Regions from separate parts of the Rattus norvegicus genome. Here region 1 is linked to region 2. A link is a contact called in public Hi-C data. All regions are on one chromosome and are shown on one strand. Each heading gives the region's core, a stretch centred on a gene start, on an enhancer-like site or on the middle of the called end of the contact. The rest is flanking DNA. Distances are from core to core; before and after follow the strand shown. Region 1 overlaps Ptprg (protein tyrosine phosphatase, receptor type, G). Region 2 overlaps Ptprg (protein tyrosine phosphatase, receptor type, G).

Evidence for each region. A called contact is a pair of places that touch in the nucleus more often than the background predicts.
Region 1: a Hi-C map of psoas muscle shows a contact between it and region 2, with 4 times the contacts expected there. The contact joins two enhancer-like sites. A contact is called at or near these places in 2 of 12 Hi-C or Micro-C datasets (Schwann cells and psoas muscle).

Annotation. Positions count from the first base shown.
Region 1 is chr15:15,797,683-15,804,770 of GRCr8, reverse strand. The region is part of intron 2 of Ptprg (protein tyrosine phosphatase, receptor type, G); the gene reads left to right. Among named protein-coding and RNA genes, the nearest start is that of Ptprg, 180 kb to the left of the region's middle. Within about 2 kb of position 2,575, at least 2 of the 93 cell types and tissues checked have an H3K27ac peak or open chromatin away from gene starts, as enhancers often do.
Region 2 is chr15:15,403,498-15,410,998 of GRCr8, reverse strand. Ptprg (protein tyrosine phosphatase, receptor type, G) reads left to right here. Exons shown (of 30, transcript NM_134356.2): 9 at 5,346-5,530. Among named protein-coding and RNA genes, the nearest start is that of Cep15, 140 kb to the right of the region's middle. Within about 2 kb of position 3,123, at least 4 of the 93 cell types and tissues checked have an H3K27ac peak or open chromatin away from gene starts, as enhancers often do.

The DNA.
Region 1 (7,088 bases), core at 1,326-3,825, 390 kb before region 2:
TAGAAGCTGTTGATGATGAAGGCCGTGGGAACTACACTCCTCTCCCCAGAGGGATGTTAATCTTATTTTAGTTTTCCCTACCCCCCGCCTCTGGATTCTTTCTTAGTCCTATAATTATTTTAGAAAAAATTCAGTCCTATTGAAAAGAGAGTTCATTTTCGAAGATGATTTTTGCATTAAGTTTTCTGAGATTTATGAGTCCAGCCTCGTGATATCAGTGACGAAAGGAAGTACAGCCTGGTTTTGAAAAGGAAGCTCAGTTCCTACCAGATCCATTGTTTAGCATGATGATTACACAAGAATGTTTTGTAATTAAAAATAATAATGAAATAAATATTGACTATCAAAACATGTGCTAGAAAGCAGAGACTGCAAAACTACATTCTTTTTTTTTTTGTTTTTTGTTTTAAAGTTGGGATTAAGCCTAGTTAGGATCCTCTGTGTGGTGGTCAGACAATCACCATTGAGATGTATATCTCCAGCCCTCTTTTTACTCTTTGATTTCAGACAAATCTTTCTTTTAAGTTGTCAAGGTTGCTCTTGCAGTCTTCCTGCCTTGCTGGCTAAGTAGCTGGGATTAAAGGTTGTTACCACCAGAACTGGCTTCCCCTGTTTTGAAAGTTGGTTGTTCTCAGGGGAATGAATGCTATGTCATGGTCTTGAACCTCTATTTCCTTTTGATTTCTTCATGTACATGATGATCTCCTTACACCAAATTATTTAGACGTTTTCCTCACGGAGAAATTGCCCCAATACATACATTTTTATTTAAATCATATACTTAAATTTAGCTTCAAATGAGCTCTGCCCTTTGTTGATTATGCTGCATATTGTATGAAGAGCATTTAAAGTATCTTTCTATTCATAGGCGGACAGTTAAATTATTTAGTAAACTGGGCTATGGTATGGAAGGTGGGAAACCTCCATGTTCACTCTTCACACATGCACTGCAGTGTACCAGGGAAGACTTAAGATGCAAGTTAAGGAGATAACGTGATGCATTTTGAGATCGCATTAAGGAAGGAAAGATATTTATGCCTCCGGAGGACAGGAAATATAATGGTAAGAATTGTATTAATTGATTTTAGATTTTGTCTGTAAAATAGTGGTCACAGATATATATTTATTAGCATTTCTGTTTATGGTTTTAGAATTTGACAGAGACAGAGTTATTAATTTAAAAACCCAACAATCTCCACGTTTATCACTCCCAAACCCGGATTTATCTCGCTGCAGCTTACAGGTGTGATGTATGCCTTTCGAAGGGGGATGTTTTAATGCAGGAATTAATTTCAGATGCTGGGAAGCTTTTACAGCTACTGTAACTGTTAGTTTCTCAGGCTTAAAAAGCTTTATTGGTTTATTGGTGTTAGCCTCTGGACTACAGTTTCTTTATGTGAACACAGTTTCATCAGTACGGCATTAAGACCTCTCTGACCATCCCAGGGCTAGGTCTCAGTGAAGGAAGGGCTAAATGAAGGTCCGTCCCTAGGATCCGAGTGCAGAATAGCAGCAAAGTAGGTTATTTTGTTTTGTTTTATGGGAGGTGGGTTCTCTGGCCAAGGAAGACAGGAAAATGTCAAGATGCAGACGCTAATGTCTTTTTACATCAGAAGTAATCAGTGTCTTCAGGATTTAGAAATGCACATTTACCAATCTCTTAAATATTCCTTTGGGAAGGGAAGGGTACAGGAAAAGGTGTATGGTGGGAATAGAGGTAGGAGATGGCTTCTCATGAGATCACCATGTATCTGAGGTGATACGTGATTTCCTGACAGCTTTAGGGAGCTGTGCTGGGTCTTGTGGATTGTAACAGTTGGGAGCTTCCTGAGACCCCCTAAGCTACTCTGACCCAGCAGAAGGGAGGAGCCACGCCCAAGAACGGCCAAGGTATTTTCCTCTTCTTCCTCTTAAAGGAAATGGAACACAGTGCTGGAATACCAGTTAGTTCCCTGTGCTAAAAAACGGAATGCATGTTTCAGAAAACACGCATGTATATATTTAGTAGAAACGACAACTTTTTACATTTACAGATGTGAGTTGAACCTGAGCTGAGAGAGCAGTGATTCCTATGAGAGTGTGGGGTGGCTGCATTTCATGCAGAGTTCAGAAATAACAGAATTCTCACTTGTCAATGATCAGAGGAAGGGAAGAAATCTCTGAAGAACACAGTTTGTCATAACAAGCAGTCAGATCTGGCATGGCTGGGCTGTGGTCGTGAGGGGTCGTGAGGGTGTCAGGGAAGAATATGTTTGGAGATTTAATTTTTAAGAGGGAAATCAATGTGCTTAGGGGATATGAGGAAGAAACGTGGAGATGAGGCTCTCTCACTGGCCTTTGTTCTGAGTGTGAAGAATAGTGCAGACTCAAGTGGACAGTCAGACGTATTTCCAGATATTCCCACAAGAGGCAGAATTACCCTTAGTTGAGAGTCATTACTCCGTGACAAGTCTGAACCAGGAATAGGGCTGGGAAGATGGCTTAGTGCATAAAGTATCCACTGACAACAGCCTTGAGGACCTGAGGTTAACTCCCTGGGACAGGACTCCTGTAAAGGAGCATGTGACCACGTGGTTCGGTAACCCCAGCACTGCAAGCATAGATGTGAGGATCCCGGGACACTGGGAAGCTGTACTGGCTTAGTCAGCTGCCTTCAGGATCAGAGAGAGTCCCTGTCTCAGAAAATAAAAGTGGGAACAGTTGAGCAAGGCTATCAGCACTTACCTCACACAGACGTGAACATAATACACGTGCACACAGAAATAACAATAGGTAACCATAGCGGAGACTGTGGTAAATTTGTTAGGTGTTACACTTACAGTGTGATACTTGACCGGATACATTTTCATTTTTAAAAATCTGAAAAAGATGTATTTTATTCTTAAGTGTGTGTGTGTGGGTGGGGGGATGGGGGGGTTGTGTGTTTGTGCCTGTGCCCGTGAGTGTGGTTACCCAGGGAGGCCATAAGAAAATGGTGTGGGATCTGCTAAAACTGGAGTTACTGTGAGCTGCTATATGGACGGCTGGGACCTGAATCTAGGTCCTTCCTCATCAAGAGCAAGAGGAACTCTGAAGCCCTGAGCTATACCTCCAGTCCCTGACCTGACACTTCTGTAGAGTGATTCTAAAAGGTTCTTATGCTAGTGGGGCAGGCTTTCAGGGCTCTCAGCCATTTGCTATGACAAATATTGTAGCAGTGTGTAGTTAATCTGCTTTGGCTCCCAGTGGGTCACCGTGAGCCCTGCACTCGCCCAAGAACTCTGGATACATGAATGAAAGACACACAGACACACACACACACACACACACACACACACAGACAGACACACACACACACACACACACACACACACACACACACACACACACACCAGCTAATTTTGAAATGCCTCAACTAAGTCAAGGCACTTCTAAACCTCCCCGCACTTAGCACCCACTCCCTTCCGGTATTCCTGGCTTAACTCCTAAATCTATATTTTATCTTTGCTGCCCTGTTACTTCTGAACAGCCCCTACCCACTACATTGTTGGATGGTTTCTCTCCCGCAGCTCTTAAATCTGATCCCTCTGCCTCCGAGTCATGGCGATTCTCTTGTTCTCCCTGGCTCCCTTGCCTGCGCAATCTAAAAGTTCCACGTCCATCTCCCTGCCCAGCCATTGGCTGTACAACAATTCTTTATTATCAGTCAAAGCCAGCTGGGGGCAGGGACCCTCAGCATCTGGACGTGCAGCTTTTGGGAGCTGAATGAAGACAAAGACCCATTTCCAACATCACAGAAAGCCGTATTTTATGTCCCACTGGTTTGTGCTCTGTCAGCACTGAGACGTGGGAATGCCGTTGGTTGTAGTCAATACTGTCAAGGAGAGTCAGGAGAGTTCCAATGAACAGGTACCTGTCGGCCCCACTCTGCACGATTCCACCTCAGGTGAGAATTTCAGAATGAATGACTAGGGTTTTAGACACTATTACTTCAGCAGGACGGTAGTCAACAGACCTGTGTCTCATATGTGTTTACAGAGAGAATGTCAGTCAAAGCAGTGGGCACACATGTAATGTTAATTCCCTGAACATGCAAGGCTACAAGGTATACACATATCTGTTCCATCATGCACGTGAATATAGTTCTTTTCTTAATTGCATAAAGTATTTTCTTCCACATTTCATTCTGAAATGGCTTTGTGAAGGATTTGCAATGGACGATGACTTGAGATTTACACTCAAAAAGGGAAATTGGATTTATTTGGGTGATTATATATAGAATTTTAACTCAGTAATTCTTACACTTATTAAGGAATTCCTGCTGGTTTTTATCTTGTATGTATTTGTGTCTTGCATGCATGAATGTCTATGTATCATGTATGGGCCTAATGCCCAGGGTAGCCAGAAAGGGCACTAGTTCACCTGGAACTGGAGTCACAGATGGCTGTGAATGGTCAAACGGTTGCAGGAAATTGAATGTGGTTCATCTCGAAGAATAGCCAGTGCTTTTAAATACTGAACCATCTCTCCAGGCCCTGAGAATTCCTGTCTTAATGCAATTAACAATCGGCCGTTTAAATCTGGGGGTCAGGGGGTTGGAGGAACTGAAAGGTACCCCCTCACTGTCATTTGATCATGTAGCAATCACCTTCCCTTGCAGATAACTGGGCCTTCTTTGTCACACCTTAGCTTACTTTTGATGTGCGGTGTGGGGTCTTCAATTCTGCCTGGTGGGATCCACCACTCACACCCTCCATGAGAGAGCTCCTCTTCCTGGCTGTGATTTCCGCACACAACATCTCCATTGCTCTTGCTCTTCAGTGGATTCCTCTCTTGTTTCTTCAGGTCTTTTGTTCGTTTGTTTGTTTGTTTGTTTGTTTACTTGCTTGCTTGCTACGGTTGGCAGGGAGTGAAGCTTGGGTTCAATTGAGAGGGATTGAAATCTGTCTCTTCTACACCACATAGAGCGCTTTCCCAAGCAGAACAAGGAGAAAATAAGATGCATGATGATGAAGCTTTGACATTTCCCGAAAATGAAGCTTTCAGTTCCCATAATGTTGACTGGAGGTCAGAGAGCATGCCAAGCCATTCACTCTGTGTTTGCCTCATGCTTGCCCTGACGCCTTAGATGGCAGGACCATCTAAGAGTTTGAGATTTTTCTCCTTTTTTTTTTCTCTCCCTTAAGTTTTGTCTAAAAAACAAATGAACCAACAAAACCTATAGAATTCAAAATTACCTTTCTCTGGTACAGTCCTTTGAGTTTCATGTGTCCCATAGGGTCCAATCTTTCCACGTGACTTCTGGCCACGTGCTTGCTCAGGGTTCAAGACCACTGGATGCCAGCAGCGTATTACTACTTAAGCTTTCGGGACCTTGGTAACTTGCTTTGTTCATAGTTTGATTGCCTCGGAGAGGAGATATGAAGCCAGTACCCCAAAGACTTAATGATGCCTACACAACCCTTGCTCCCCACTTCAGCTTTGCGTGTCCTAGTGACTGTCCTGTGTTTGAAATAGTGATAAACAACAGGAAACAATACTTCTCCCACGTCCTCCCCACCCCCACCCTGGAGTCTCAGTCGCTTTGAGTAGCTTGAGTAGGTATGGACTTCTTGGTGGTTTCAGTAGCCTCTTACATTTCCTCTTAGGGATTCTACAGGTCACCACTAGGGTTGATGCTAGGACTTCAAGGGAAGTTACAGAGCTCAGGTAAGAAGTGAACAAAGAGAGAGTCTTTGGACCTTGTGAACACTTGAGGCACCCATTGAGGAGTTCGGAGCAGACTTCCATACCTTCCCCTCCTCCTAGCTCCAGGTCTTGCACTCTACAGTCAAGTGCTCTACCACTGAGCTACCCTTCCTGGCTCATCAAGTGTCTTGTTTTACTGCCAGCACAGTGATGTGTAGGCTTAGCAAAATGTGTCACTGATTTGCTTAACTGTCGACATCAGCTCTTTAATTTTTGGCTTTATAGCTTCCAAAACATTTTTGTCATTAGCATGCTTTTATCAATCATTGGGAAAGGGGCACCATGATATGTCACCCTGTCTTCCTTCCCAGGGTAGCCATTCTAACATTCCCGCATAACACGCATGCACACAGGCACACACACAGGCATGTTATAGTGTAAAATACCCCCCAGTCAGTTCCTAACAAATCCTTATTTTTAAACAGTGACGTTTTTATCATCACTACAGGCTACTTGAGAATTTTATTACTGAGAAAGTTTTCATTATATCCAGATTTTCGATATTCCCATAGCACTACAAGAACCATCCTTATACCTGTGTGCTTTTTAATTTTGGATGTGAGATGGTTGGAAAAATGAGGTGGCTATGCTGTTGCTTTTCCCCATGACTTTCAAGACTGGGCTTTTCAGAGTTGTTTCCTGTTGGACAGAGACAACATTTAAAGCACTAGTTGGCTTACCAGCCTCCCGATCAAAAGCATGTTGATGAGTCTCCTGAGTGAGCTTCTCATTGGTTGGTATTCAAAAGAATCCTGGTTTGTGTTTAAGGGCATTGGAGGTATTTCTCTAGCATCTCTTTTAGGATGTTGGACAAGGGTTGGCAAGCAAAATATTTTTCAGCAAAACATGGGGTAAAGACTATGTGATAGATAATACTTACTACAGACTTAGGAGATAGGATTATGTGTATGGGTGTTTTCCCTGCACTGTGTATATGTAGTGCCCACAGAGCCAGAAGTGGGTTTCAGAACCTCCAGGACTAAGTTAGAGATGTGAGCTACCTTGTGAATGCTGGGAATTGGACCTCAGTTGGCCAAGTCATCTTCTTACTGCCCAGGAGATAGGATATTTGCTAGCTGTTGTAGTTAAGAGAGAAAACGTTCATCTCGTTTGTTGTTTTCTGGACTGTGGTTGGGTTTGAAAGTTTGCTTAAATTGAAGACGAGGAGGAAGGAAGAAAAAAGAACTCATCACCAGTAACAAACTAATGAAAGACTTGAGTGGAATGTTTCAGGGATGCTATGGGTTTGACACCTGCAACTTGAGGTGGTCATTGAGCAAGTCACCATGCATTGCTTCTTGTTAAAAGGTTGGGAGGACTGCCGTCTGCCCCTTGTAAGAGCAGGGGATGGTCATTGTGAT
Region 2 (7,501 bases), core at 1,874-4,373:
TTGGCCCGCTGCCTCAAGTGGAAGACCTGAGTGGAGATCCCTGGAGTAGCCATTTACTCTGACAGCTTAAGACACTTGGGGGTCGCACTATCGGAGCAGGTCCCAGTACCTCATCTAAATCCCCAAATGAGAAGGGCCAGGGGAGACTTAGATTGGCTTTTGGAACCTCTGAGAAAATATCCTTGACGTTGATGTGAAATCAGAGGACCTCGGGTGCCCGGTTAGGAGCCTCTTCGTTATTTAACGAAAGCAGGGCTCATAATTAAAGGTGGTTCAGAGGAAAAGCAAGAACTCTCCGTGCTGCCAGGGAATGTCATGCTACATGTCTGTGAGGAGCAATCAGGCCCCAGCGAGCATGGAATCAGGCCCCTGGAAGGGAGGGGCTGATGTCAAAGCCATCCCCCGGGGCCGTTTGTTTAGCGAGCAGGGTGTGGCGCCTCCTGCACAGTTAAAAGGCTTTGATTTTATACAAAAGGATGTGTCAAAATGTCCCAGATGACAGGGTTTGCAGTGGCCGCCACTAGGGAAGGAAGGATGTGGAAAATAGGCGTCTGCCCCTGCACTCCCAGACTGGAGGGTCAGGCTCTGCATGAGGAGACTATGTAAGGGCAACAGGGTGTGGTGGGAACTGTGCTAAAGATGAACTACCCATAGTTAAAGGAGATCCTTGCCCTGCTGTTCTAGCCGATCCGATTTAAACATCCAGACTTACAAGCAAAAGCTATTGGGCCTGAATGTCCCGGGGGCCTGAGGCCCACAGCCCGTACTTTATTTACACTGTGCCTGTTAGGTTCACCCCCAACCCTATGAGGAAGCCATTTCATACAGCAGCCCATCATACAGATGAGAAGGTAAGAGGCCACCAAGATCCCAAGTCCCACACTTGGATACATCAGCTTTCTAAAAACCCTCCCGTCAAACTGTGCACCCTTCCTGATTTCTTTTCTTGCTGGGCTTGAAAGGAAGGCCTTGATCGATGCCATGGTTTCCAACTGCACACACAAGCAGAACCTTTGGCACAGGCACAAGCGGGCCTCTCGCTCGTTCTCCAGCCTGGAGTAGCACTTGCTGCTTCTGGAGACCGGATGTGTTTCCTGAGTCACACACATCCCCTTGCTCTGAGGGGCAACGTAGAGAATGTAGACAGAAGTCCCTGAATGTGGTGACGGCAGGAGTGAGCTGGGTAGCCCTGACTGTACAGATGGGGTCTTTCTCAACGGAGTGAAGGGGGAAAATCGTTTCTAAGAATGATATCTATGGTGATGATACACAAGGTGCAGGTGATCAGTGGTGTGGTCCCTCCCTGGAGGTCAAAGCGACAGGGAGGTGAGGAGGTGAAATGGAAGGGGCAGAGGGCCTATGTGATATTGGAGGCAGATCACTCGCTGGAGGAGAGCTGGCAGATACTGGTGACTGAGGACCAAGGTGGAAGCCTGGAAGGTTGGAAATGGAAGGAGTCCATACTACAGGCCTGTGGACCAGGGAATGGCCAAGGATCTTAAACCAGCACCATCAACTTGCTTCCTGTTCAAAAGCACATGCATGTCAGCCACTCCTGTAGACTCAGGCAGCGTACAGGACACAACCAAAGAGGTACCAGCCACATCTTACTCCAGTCAGGGAGGCTGATTGCTCCAGATAGTCAATGAAGCAGCAGTGTGATTTGGGGTGAGCGCCATGAAGGGTCTCCGCTCTGTGGAGAAGCTGCCTATAAGCTGTGCTCAGGGGTTGGATTCTGTGCCGAGAATACAAACACGCTTGTTCCTTTTCATCTTCAAAACCTCACCCACCACCAAATTCTGTACAACATGAACTGAGATGTTCCTATCTTTAAGCAATACAAAAACGGTCAGAGTTCGAGGCCCACAGGGACCTCTGAGATTTACCATCGGTGTAAGTTCTGGTCACAGCCACCCTCGGCCACAAGCTCACCACCTCTGCAGCTTTGTGCTTTGAAAGCAAAAGAGACTGCATGACTTTCAAAGCCCAAAATATTTCCTGTGTGCACTTTTTTATTGATACAAATGCCAAACTCTCCTGACACAGTGTTCCACACAGCCCTTTCTCACGTTATCCCCATTGTTCAGAAACCCACTGTCCAGGAAGATGAGAAAAAGCTTAGAAGCAGAACAAGAAGAGATTTCTCTCATATTGGACTTCCCAACTTGGGGCTCACGTGAGGAGGGCTGCTCGCTCCACCTCGTGCTACCTGTAGCCTGGTCTGGGCATCTGAGGCAAGCATGTGTCTTGGGTGACCACTTAGTTGCAGTCCTCTCCCCCAGCAAGTGGTCCTGTCCCCTGAGACCTTAACTCAGCAATTGCCACTCAAAGCAATGGCATCTAACACTATTATAGACATGGCCTCCCGACTCCATCATTAACTTACCTACAGACCTTATGCCTCTATTGTTCTTGTTGGCTTGTTTGGGGTTTTGGTTTATTTGTGTTTGAGGCAGGGTCTCACTGTGTTGCTCAGATTTAAGAACCTCTTTCCTCTGGCTGCCATGTCCCGCCCACTTTCATTTTATTTTTTTCCACATCAAATTATATGTAATCCTACTTCACACATATAGGAAGAGGTAGATTGTACATCAGACGTGGGATCCTAGAATGTTTGCGACTGTTGTCTACGGTCACGGCAACATTTAGGGTCAATCTCTTTAACTCCCTTCTTGCCTTCTGAATGAATCATCTTTCTCTGCATAGAAAAGCCCAGCCATTTTCATTTCAAAAATAAATAAATAAATAAATAAATAAATAAATAAATAAATAAATAAGGATGGTGCATCTGCATGTGGGTGCTAAGATTATTTATGTGGTTGTGATGTAACTGCTGGGGAGATGTGTCCCTCAGAGCCACCACTGATGGCGGCAGGGGAGGAAAATACAAGGAAAATAAGGACATGGTAGGAAGTGAGAGAGGTGGACGTTAGGTCATCGTCGCAGAGTAAAGAATACTGCTGATATATAAAACTGCTCCTCCACCACCACCACCACCAGTGTTAAAAAGGACGGAGCTGTGGATCTTTGCTGACTTTTTTCTCTGTCCCTTTTTGCTGTCTGGAGAAACAGAAACCTAGCAAATTAGACTATTTAAAAACGGTACCTTGTCGCCCCCTAGTGTCTCTCTTCTGTCATGTCACGTTTGGGCATTCCAACAGTCTTCACAGTCTTTGTTTGAAGCCCCTGCTCTGAAGGCAAACGCGGGGCAGCTTGATCAGGGGTGCTCTGAAGGGCAAGGTGCATGCCTCACCAAATCCCCCGTCATTCACGTGAAGCACATCTCTCCTACAGACGCAAAGGAGCCTCGTGCCAGGCACGGCCGCTGTGCCTCCTCCATGGCTGCAACCTCAGAGGCTCTCTGCAGAAGTGTGCCCAGAGGCTCCAGAGACTGCCTTAGGTTTGGGAGTTTGGGTCCGGAAAAGAGGCGTGTGACCCTTTCGGGCTTCCGGAAGGTTCCGTGCTGTTCCCGACCGGCTGCACCCGTGAGCTCGCCTGTCACTTAGCTCCTGTGCCTCATGGCGGCAGCTGTTCTTTCACTCCCCGCTCATAAGTGCCTCCCACTACCTGATATCTCAGTTTCCCACTCTGTTTGTTCTAGAGGTTGCCATCGTCCCAGTCCAGTCCCTGGCTTAGTGTGCAGCACCCACCTTGGGAGTCTTTGTCAGAACAACCTCATCTTGGCACTCTGGACTAACTTTTCTAGTGGTTCCCAGAAGCTTCAGATATAAAGGACAGAACTTTTAACCCAGCCTCCAGGCTTCCCCATCTCCCTATTTTGGTCCCATCATGGTCCTGTACAGACTCTGGAATATTACTCCGGTGTCCCTTCCTCTGCCTCCACTTCTTCCCCAACCTCTACCCAAGTAGACTTGGCTCAGCTCTCAATTGAAAGAACCTTCCTCGGGTTGGGGATGTAGCTCAGTGGTAGAGCGCTTGCCTAGCAAGCGCAAGGTCCTGGGTTCGGTCCCCAGCTCAAAAAAAAAAAAAAAGGAAAGAACCTTCCTCAAGGGAGTCAGCCCCAGCAGGGTCAGATCCTTCTTCCAAGTGCTTCTACAGGATGTGAGTTTCTCTTTCCCAACATCTGTTCCGTCCTTGTGTTCAGTATCAGCCTCGCACGGGTGGTTCCTTCCAAACTCTGCATTTCTCTTTGGAGACTGAGGAAAACGGGCCCTGCAGAGACATTTGCTCGTGTCTAGAGACAGGTTTGGCTGTCACAGAGAAGATGTGGGGGTTGGGGGGAGGGCACGCTTGACCACACGGACAAACATTTGCCACACTGCAGGCTAATCTGGAGTCCTCAATACTGTGGTGAGTTGGCCCTGGACAGATGTGGCTCTATTGTGTCTCCTAAAGCTTCTGAATTACAGGGATGGAAAGCCAGATTAACCTGACCGTCCCTTACTCCCCAGTCAGGGTGGCCACCCGGGAGGAAGCCATCCTTTCTATACCCACAGACCTCCAGTCAAATGTTGTGGCTTCTTCAAAGGGTCAGTCATGAAGAAAAATCGAAGGAGGAAGCTTTATCAGTACAGAGTCATGTGAGAAGGGTAGCAGCTATAGGTCATCTTTAAAAAAAAAAGGGACAAATTTGAAATGGATGTTGTAGGAGAATCCTATAGAGTCAGCAGGTGTTTTCTTAAGTAGGATCATGGGTGATGAGGCTAGATGAGAGAATGTTCTAATTCTGAAAAGTTGCAGGCCTGAGTGTTTAGAGCTGAAGTAACAGAGTATCTACCTGACTAAAATGTAGGGGGCAGAGCACAGCTAAGCTTGCTGACACAGGACTGCAATCTCAAGATTTAGAGCATTAAGGCGGTAGTACCATAACTTTAGGGCTAGCCTGGGCTATGTAGCAAGATTATGTCTCAGAGAATAAAAAGAGATCTGGGAAGATGGCCAAGTTAGCACTGGGAAGACGGCTCAGTTAGCAAAGTGCTTGCCTTGCAATCACGAGGACCTGGGTTTGATCTCCAGAACCCTTACTTAAAAATAGAAGAAATGCCAGGTGTAAAAGGAAACCCCTGAGCATGACCTCAGCACGGAGTAGGCAACCTCCCCTTGGGAAGTTCCAGGCCAGTGGCTAAGTCCTGAGAAATGACATCCACCATTACCAGCCTCCTCCACACTTTAACACCTGTGGATGCATGCTAATGTGCACACGCACACAGGAAGTGGGTGGATAAATAGACGAAGAGAGGAAGGAGAGCTGGTGTGGCACAGCGCTCCTAGGCCTCGAATGGCCAGGGGTGGGTGCCTACCACAGAACCACTTCCTGAGGTCAAAGGGCACACACGTGTGTGGCAAGTGGTGTTGACGCCCTTTAACCTTACCTGTGTCTTCAGTTTGCAGCTCTCCGCCCATCCACATGAAGGTGCAGCCTCTGAACCAGACAGCCCTGCAGGTGTCCTGGAGCCAGCCAGAAACCATCTACCACCCGCCCATCATGAATTACATGATCTCCTATAGCTGGACCAAGAATGAGGATGAGAAGGAGAAGACGTTTACAAAAGACAGTGACAAGGACTTGGTAAGGCCCCCTTGGCCTGAGTCTGGGAGCGTATTCCTCTGGCAGTACCTGGGAAGCATATTTCCTCCTGGGGGGGGGGGAGGCTATGAGGAAGAGATTCCTGAAAGCTGGCAGGCCAGCTAGCCTGGACAAGATTGTGTCTCAAGCAAGAGAGAAAGCAAGGGCTGCACCTGATAGTTGTCCTCTTACTTGTGATGTGGCATGCGGACACTCATGCTCACACACTTTTCTCTCTCTCTCTCTCTCCCTCCCTCCCTCTCTCCCTCCCTATCACTCTCTCCCTCTCTCCCTCCCTCCCTCCCTCTCTCCCTCCCTATCACTCTCTCCCTCTCTCTCTCCCTCCCTCCCTCTCTCCCTCTCCCTCCCTCTCTCTCTCTCTTCTTCCTTTCTCTCTCTCTCTCTCTCTCTCTCTCTCTCTCTCTCTCTCACACACACACACACACACACACACACACACACACAAAGAGAGAGAGAAGGAGAGAGAGGAGAGAGAGAGAGAGAGAGAGAGAGAGAGAAGGAGAGGGAGATCTTGCTTCTCGCTCATTACAAACAAGCCCCTTTCTTCTGATCAGGTTGCTACAGTATTACATGTTATGAGAACACTGTGCAAGTGTTACCTCTTACACTTACCCCACCTCTCCTGCCGCCCCCACATCTTTCCCGCCACAACCATGCCTGCTGCTGTCCACAGTCCCCATCACCCCTTTTTGTCTCACGTGTCCGTATACATTGCCTCCTAGACTCCCGGGCTGTTGTAGATGCCGTGACATAGCTGCCCTCAGTTCGACTACACAGACTCTGTGTCGGGTTAACATCTCTGCTTAGGATTTACCTAAGTGTCTCTCATCAGACCCCCAGTGCAGCCTTTTGAGTATTCCCGTGTGGAGGATCTCTTCTTCCCTTATCATCACAAACCTCCCACAAGCACTATGCTTGAAGACGTTACACAGAGACTGCAAGTGACACATTTGGGTTTGAAAGCCTGGCTGCTTTCTTGTTAATCAAAGGAGGCCCCAGAATAATGAAGCCTGTAATTGTATATGCACATGGAAAATGCTTCAGCTCTGAGTGCGCCTCTTAATGACTTACCACTTTTTTTTTTTATTTCCCAAAAGAAAGTCCTCGGGGCCCATTCAGTCAGTTATAGAATAATACTTTTCATATTCCTTTAGATGAGGATTCTTTTACTTCATTTCCATTTATGTTTTCAATTCCCCCACTAGACATTGTTATCTGGGTCGCATCAGGGAGCAGAGGCCTCCATGAAATGAGAGAAGGCTGTACTGAAAGGCACCCAAGATTACCGGTGTGTCTGAACCTTTCTCTTTTCTTGCTGGAAGTCCGTCGGGGATCTGTCCCCGAAGTCGAGCTTACATTCATCAGCAGAAACCATCTAGGCGCTTCCTCCGTTTCTTGTTCTAAGTGGAAAATAATTAAATATGCAGAGATAAAGAGACACCGGCATGGAGTGAATTCTCCTAGGTTCCCACATCAATGGACTGAAGATTTTACTCTGAATAGAAGATGGGGGCAGAGGTCTAGGGAACCAGGAATAAATTGGAGTGAGAGAGCTAGATGTGTGGTGTGGCATGCTTTGACAGCACGTCCCATTTTGTAAGAGTTCCTAGAGGCTTTCTTTTCCTTCTGAGGCACACAAAATTCATTTCTTATTTCTGCCACATGTCCGGAGTGCCGACTCTGGGCAGTGCTCGTCTCTAACTTTTGGTGAACACAAGGCATTTTCCTGCCTGCGTTCATCTCCCAGCCCACGCTGTCATCACAGCCCCCGTAGGTGGTATTCACTGTTTTTTCCTAAGAGAAATTCATGCAGCCTGTGGCTGAGTGACACTTAACTCCCTGTTCCCATGAGGAAGCTGTTCTCAGTGTTGCCGTGGTCACACGCTAATACCAGCATAGAGGATTATGGTAGCTACACAAGGAATACCCTCTTGATAGTTCAGTTCAGACTGG